Linked DNA regions of Sus scrofa: region 1 is linked to region 2. Evidence: chromatin contacts called from public promoter capture Hi-C data. All regions are on one chromosome and are shown on one strand. The core of a region is the stretch at or near the end of the contact, and the rest is flanking DNA. Distances in the headings are between cores, read along the strand shown.

Region 1 (3,408 bases), core at 323-2,822, 800 kb before region 2:
GTTCCCATTGTGGCTCAGCAATAACGAACCCGACTAGCATCCACGAGGACGAAGGTTTGATCCCTGGCCCTGCTCAGTGGGTTAAGAATCTGGCACTGCTGTGAGCTGTGGTGTAAGTCACAGATGCAGCTCGGATCTGGCATTGCTGTGGCTGTGGCATAGGCCAGCGGCTACAGATCTGATTCGACCCCTAGCCCGGGAACTTTCATATGCCGTGGGTGTGGCCATAAAAAGACCAAACATTTTAAAAAAGGTACATGAGTACCTGGACCTCAGTTGGCCGATCACAGGTTTCAACTGTGTATACAGCTAACAATGAAATGTCTATTTCAGCAATAACATAGTGCCTGTCACACAATAGGTCCAAAATAGATCATCAGCTATAATCATTAGTGTTGTTAGTAAGAAACGTACCACGGGCACAAGGCCCGGTATTCAGTAAGCTTAAAATAAATATCAATGACCATTATCCGTATTATTAACCAAAGATCTATGCTTGGCACACAACAAACCTGTAATAGATGTCACCTGTCAATAAAGTGAAAATGAGTTTTCCAGTACACGGCCACACCTTAGCCCAAAATAGATGCCAACTTTTACTGTAATGACAGTAAGGTATAAATACTGGCAACGGCAGCACAGCAGGCCAAAATGACAGATCCTATCATTATCCTTGTTTTGTTTTTTGTTTTTTTGCCTTTTCTTGGGCCGCTCCCGCGGCATATGGAAGTTCCCAGGCTAAGGGTCCAATCGGAGCTGAGCTGCCAGCCTACGCCAGAGCCACAGCAACGCCAGATCCGAGCCGCGTCTGCGACCTACACCACAGCTCACGGCAACGCTGGATCCTTAATCCACTGAGCAAGGCCAGGGATCGAACCCGCAACCTCATGGTTCCTAGTCGGACTCGTTAACCACTGCGCCACGACAGGAACTCCCCTACCATTATTTTACATACTGTAAACCATAATGCATATGCCAGCCACTTAAGCAGACCCGAAATACATGTCAGTTATTGAACTGGTGAACAAGTCGGTATATATCGCCTGAACAGTACCTGGCTCTACAGTAGATCTGAAAAAAATGTTACCTACTAGTATGGTAAAGAACAAAATATCAGCCTCCTCCCACTGTATTTGGTCCAAAAGAGGCTGTAATAGATGTCAGTTTACTATTAATATCCTTAGATACTCTTCCAGGGATCGATTGGATTAAATCTGGCGTATGAAGATCCAAGATAAGCATCAGCTGTCAGTATTAGGTACGACTAAAGCTGAAATGTCTATTCCCTGCCCCACCCCCACCGTAGGCGTCCGCGCGCACGCGGTAGGAATCGGCGTCAGGAATACGTATTGTTTACAACAAAATGTCTGCCAGCCCACTGCTTGGTATATAGTAGGCCCATACTAGGGATCGAGTGGCAATATCAACAACAAAGTGCCTGTCAAGCCTGGCACATGGTAGGCCCATCTGCTCTTAGCTCTCTCACCGGGCTCGAGATGTTTGAGGATGCCTCTCTTGGCCAAGCGGGTCTGCAACGCAACGGGCAGCGGCATAGCGGGTAGCAGACAGACCTAGGGAAGGACAGACGAGAAAGCAGTTCAGATAAGGATTTGAATCTGGAGCTCGTAAGCAAGCGCCTCTCCCCAACATGCACTCATCTAGACTCCCACCTACCCACCTGCACCAGGAGCTGGGCAACAGAACCTACCCGCTAAAAGGTGGAAGGGATAAACGGCAGTATCACCGAAATTCTCGCCAACTCTCCTCTCCAGGCGGGGTGCTCCGGGACAGGACTCCTCTCCCAGGCCTCCTCTCCCAGGCCTAGGCTCCACCCATCGCCGAAGGGGCCAAGCGCCGCTCCCCCGCGCCCCAGAAATGGGCTCACCCAACGTCCCCCAAAGACTGCCGGGTGGAAGGAACCAAGGAGCAGGGGTGGGGGGAGCAGGGTTTCCTCTAGCTCCAAAAAATGCGCCCACCCCGACATTACCAATACAGTCACGCGGGTTGCGGAAGGCTGTCAGACTGTCGGCCTCTCTCTCGACGCCTTTATGATCGCCAGGACCACGACTCTTTTTCTCCTGAGGGAAAGAATGAGGCCCTCTCTCCCTGAGCCAGAGGTAACTGGGCGACGCTCGGGCTGCAGAGAACAGATGACGGAAACCTAACTGGCCAATGAGAGTGCGCCTTGGCCTGACGTCTGGCGAAAGGACCCAATCATTACCTTGGAATAGGTGGAAAGCTCGGGCGCCTGTGTGCGTTTACAGTGGGGGTGTGGCCCGGCCGGGATTTAGCCAGACTGCGCGGCCGGACGCCGGCGCCATGGAGGAGTACGCTCGGGAGCCTTGGTACGGCGAGGGGCACAGGCCTCGGGACTCTTGCTGCGGCGCCACGGCCAGCGGTGGGAGGCGGGCGGGGGAGGCGCTGGCTACACAGCGCCACGTCCCAGACTCGGGAGACTTTTAAACGTTTGTTGTCTCCTTCCGCTCCCGTCCACTTGTTTCCTTACTTGGGCTCCGTTAAGAGGGGCCACAACTGTGTGCTTGAAGGAGCTGGTGCGGTGCAGGACGAACCACTCCACGTTTCCCTTGACTCTTGTCCCCGGTCCCTCTTGTTAACGGAAAGAGACACGTTGGTCGAATCCATTCCAGCCGGGGGGTGGTGTGTTGCTAGGCGGAAATCCCCAGGGTTACCGCGCGTGGTTTTTCCCAGGTCCCTTTGGTGAATGGAGGCGGGGCTTGGGTGAGCCCACTGTGGGCAAGGAGGGGGTGTCGGATCGTCCCCACGGTCTGCAGCTAGGTTTTTCCTCCCTCGTGCAAGGTGAAGAAAGGGAAGAGCGTGGCTGGACGAGCTCATTGTCGGAGGAGGGGGTGCGACCCCCGTTGTACTTTACAGTGCCAGCTTGTTAACACTTCCGTAGCGCTTATTTAAACGTGCCCACTCTTTGCTTGCAATCAAGTCATTTAATCTTTGCTAGCAGTAAACCAGTTGGCTGTGAAGGAGAGGGGCGGACAAGGGCAACGACTAATGTTTTTCCCCCTTCCGCACTGTTTCTTTGCGAGAATATGGAGGAAAATACCCTCTTTATTATTTGAAGTGCTGCTCCCCATTTGAGTGACGTAGTTTCTCCCAGCTGGAAAGTGTCCTTGTGACATAAAATGGGGGAGGGCTCACATTAACCCTATCCTCCCCTTCCCGCTTGCAGCCCATGGCGAATTGTGGATGATTGCGGTGGAGCCTTCACTATGGGTGTTATCGGCGGTGGAGTCTTCCAGGCCATTAAGGGCTTCCGCAATGCCCCTGTCGTGAGTCCTGACCTTCCTTGGGTGGTGCGGGGGTCTTGCCCCGCCCACATGGGAAAACCGCTTGGAGTGCCAGTCACGGGCACTTAATCATTCTGGTGCCTGCCCA
Region 2 (3,135 bases), core at 25-2,524:
GGGCTTAGAGAACTACAAGGTCTGCAGAATTTCCCCGAGCCTCGCCACTGACTTCTTCCTACCTCCCTTGACATTAAAGAGCCTGAATGTCTTTGAGTCACGTGGCCCTTCTTTCCCCCATTAACTTCTGCTGTTGGCTAAAGTGCCGTTTCTAAAGCACAATGTTACTGGGAGGCGCAGAGATCCAGTCTGTGTAGAATCTTTAAAGCACCACTGAAGTGCCGCCTCCAGCCTGTTTCCTGGCAGAATGTGCCACCTGACTTTCCGCTCTGCCCTCTCTACCATCGCCTTGGCAACCTGGGCCCCCACCTGACCCTTCTTTCTATTTCCTTTCCTGTGCACTACTGCTTGAATTAACCATAGAGAACGGGCCGATTCAGGGTGGCGGTTTGTTCCCTAAGGCAATCAACCTTTCACTCCTGGCCCTAAAGTTTACCCTTCTCCCACACTCCAATCGTTCCTCAGGTAACTTAAATTACACCCACGCCCGTCTAGGCCCAACCTTGGCCTTGTCCCAGCTTCTAAATAGTTACAGCTCCAGCAATGGGCGCAGGGCCGATCTCGCCCGCCCTCCCTGGTCCGGTCCTCATTCTAGGCTGAATCCAGCTTCCGCCAATCGATACAGAGCCAGGTTCCACCCCTTTATTACTGGCTGCAGCTCGACCCTGCCCTTGTAGGCATTTCGTTTCCACCACTCAACACTCCTTCGCACGTCTGGCAGCTGTCCTGCCCTCCTTCCTCTGCTTCGTTCTAAATTCGTCTTTTCTAGCCAATCGCCACAGAGTTAGCCTGCCCGCCTCCGCAGATCCCTGGTCAGACCTCCTCCCAGCGGGGCTGCTAGCCTGTGTACTTCTATACAAGTCCTGCTTCCGCTGGGCTGCGTGGAGTTCGGCACCGCCCATTGGTGTTTTGGCAGCTGTCTAGGCGTCCATCGCCCGCCAATCAGCAGGAAGCAGAGCCTAACCACTTCTATCCTCGGAGGCTGGCCGTCTTCCATCAATCTCATATAGGCCAATCACTGCGAGGCAGGCACCCCCGGAACCTTGTCAATCGCCCACGGCCTAGCAGTCTCTCCTGAGCCAATCAGCGGTGAGCGTCGGCGGGGCCGAGCACGCCCCCTCGGAACCCAGGAGGCCGGCTGCGTTCCGTCAGTTCCCCTAGGGCCAATCCCAGCAAGGCCCTATGGGGCAGGGTCCGCCTCCCCAACCCTGGAAGCCGCGCGGTCGATCCGTGGCGCTTTGACCAATCAGCGAGCGGCTGAAAGCTCAGCTCCTCCTTTACGGGCCCACGTGAGCGGTGGGGAAACGCAGGGGCGGCTTCTAGGTGCTGCCGCCGCCGCCGCTGCCGCCGCCGCCGCCGCCGCCACCGCCGCCGCCACCGCCGCCTCGGATCCCGGGCCTGGGGGGCGGTGGGGCCGCGCATGGAGCCCCCGCCCCCCGGAGCTGCCAACACCACCGCAGCGCTACGCACAGGTGAGCCCGGGGCCTGGAGGGTTGAGGGCCCGGTCCCTGACCCCACGTATCCTTCCCGCCCCCGCGCCGGGGGATGTGGCTTGGCCCATGGCCTTCTGGTGTTCGGCTCCTCACTGCCACCGCCACGGCTGGTGGACCTGCCTGTGGCATCGTCCCGTCCCTTCGCCCCTTGTAGTGGATCTGACCGTGGCCTAATCCCCCCTTCCTGTTTTAAAATGGATCGGTCTTAGTGCTTGTATTTCTCCCCACCCCCCCTTACAGTAGACTCGTCCGTGGTCTTGCCCCCCAACCCCGGCTTGGAGGGTGCCGTTCTCTGGCAGCGTCTAACTCTTTGACAGTAGGTCCGTCTGAGTGTTTGTATTTCTCAGGTCCTCAAGTTTCAGCGGCCCCCGTCTGTGGCCTTGTTTTTCCCATCCCTACTCTTCCTTGTGAGTCACTCCGTGGCGTTGTACCCCCCCCCTTAACAGGGAGTTAACCTGTGAATTTGTATTCCTGCCTCCAGTCCCCCAGTGCATCAATCCATGGCTTTAACACACACACACACACACACACACACACACACCATTTTTACAGTGGATCAGTCTACATGCTTGTATTCATGTCCCCCTGCATATCAGCCCATCACCCTATCCTCCCTTTTTTGTAGACTGTCACTCCAGTGCCTGGGCTTCTCCCTTGCTTTGAATAGTGGGTTAGTTTAGACCTTTATATCTCCCCATTTCAGTAGCCCAGTCCCTGGCCTTGTCCCCTTCTCCTTATAATCAGTCTGTGTGATGGTTTTTCTCTCTTCCATTATCGTGCAGGAATCAGTGTGTTTCTCTGCTCTCCTTGCCCCTAGTAAATAAGATGAGCCTTTACACACACACATACACACACACACACACCCACCCACCCACCCCTTTGCAGTGGATCTGTTTATTGGACTTCCTGCCACCCATGTGCTTGCCTTTACACCCGTTGGGTACACCCTCGTGTGAGTCCAGTGCTATGCAGTCCCTCCAGGAGGGTTGGCCCTTGGGGTGGGTCAGTCTGTGGCCTTCCCTGCCACTCTCCCTCCTTCTTAGTAGTGGATCAGCCTGTGTGCTTGTTGAACCGAGGTCTTTTTTTACTCTAGAACACACCCCCCTCTTACACACTGTTAACCATTAAAACATCCCGCCTCACTCCAGGAAATGAATACATTAGCAGTAGCGATAATGCCTATAGACGCTACTGGTTATTGACCTCCTACTGGGTACCAGGCTGAATGCTTAATGTTAGCTCATTTCATCCACCCCCTGAGATAGGGACCGAGGAACGTTTGGCACAGGGAGGTTTAATTCCTTACTCAAAGGTGATGCCATAGGTACCAGGTTAGGTTGCCCCTCAGAGCATTTTTGAGACTTTCCTCTCACTCTTCATCCTACCCCCGCCCCCCCCCCAAGGCCTCTCTCCTTAAAAGCTAAATCACTCCCATCTCCAAGCCTTTTGTTTTTGCTGTGCCCTTGGCTTGCCGAGCTGTCTCCACCCCACACCTTGTCTCAAAACCCATCCACCCCCAATCCTAGCAGCTACACGACCTTAAATGGTTTAACCACGGTCTGTCCTCACTTGTTCCCTCATTTGTAAAATGGGGGACTCGGAGCTAGAACCCCCTCCAGCATAGAGCATGCCTGCCAGTAAG

The links. Promoter capture Hi-C pulls out the DNA fragments that hold promoters and counts their contacts.
Region 1: a contact with region 2 is called in a promoter capture Hi-C map of liver, with 9 times the contacts expected there. The contact joins the promoter of PQBP1 here to the promoter of ELK1 in region 2. A contact is called at or near these places in 2 of 5 promoter capture datasets (fetal liver and liver) and 1 of 2 datasets of contacts at active chromatin or transcription factors (alveolar macrophages).

The regions. Positions count from the first base shown.
Region 1 is chrX:42,974,810-42,978,217 of Sscrofa11.1, reverse strand. It overlaps PQBP1 (polyglutamine binding protein 1), which reads right to left and starts at 1,572. Exons shown (of 6, transcript NM_001246668.1): 1 at 1,487-1,572. The coding sequence starts at 1,553. It overlaps TIMM17B (mitochondrial import inner membrane translocase subunit Tim17-B), which reads left to right and starts at 1,931. Exons shown (of 6, transcript XM_003360308.4): 1 at 1,931-2,345; 2 at 3,203-3,302. The coding sequence starts at 2,173.
Region 2 is chrX:42,173,103-42,176,237 of Sscrofa11.1, reverse strand. ELK1 (ETS domain-containing protein Elk-1) reads left to right here and starts at 1,274. Exons shown (of 6, transcript XM_013990888.2): 1 at 1,274-1,472. UXT (protein UXT) reads left to right here. Exons shown (of 7, transcript XM_003135055.5): 7 at 1-96. The coding sequence ends at 51.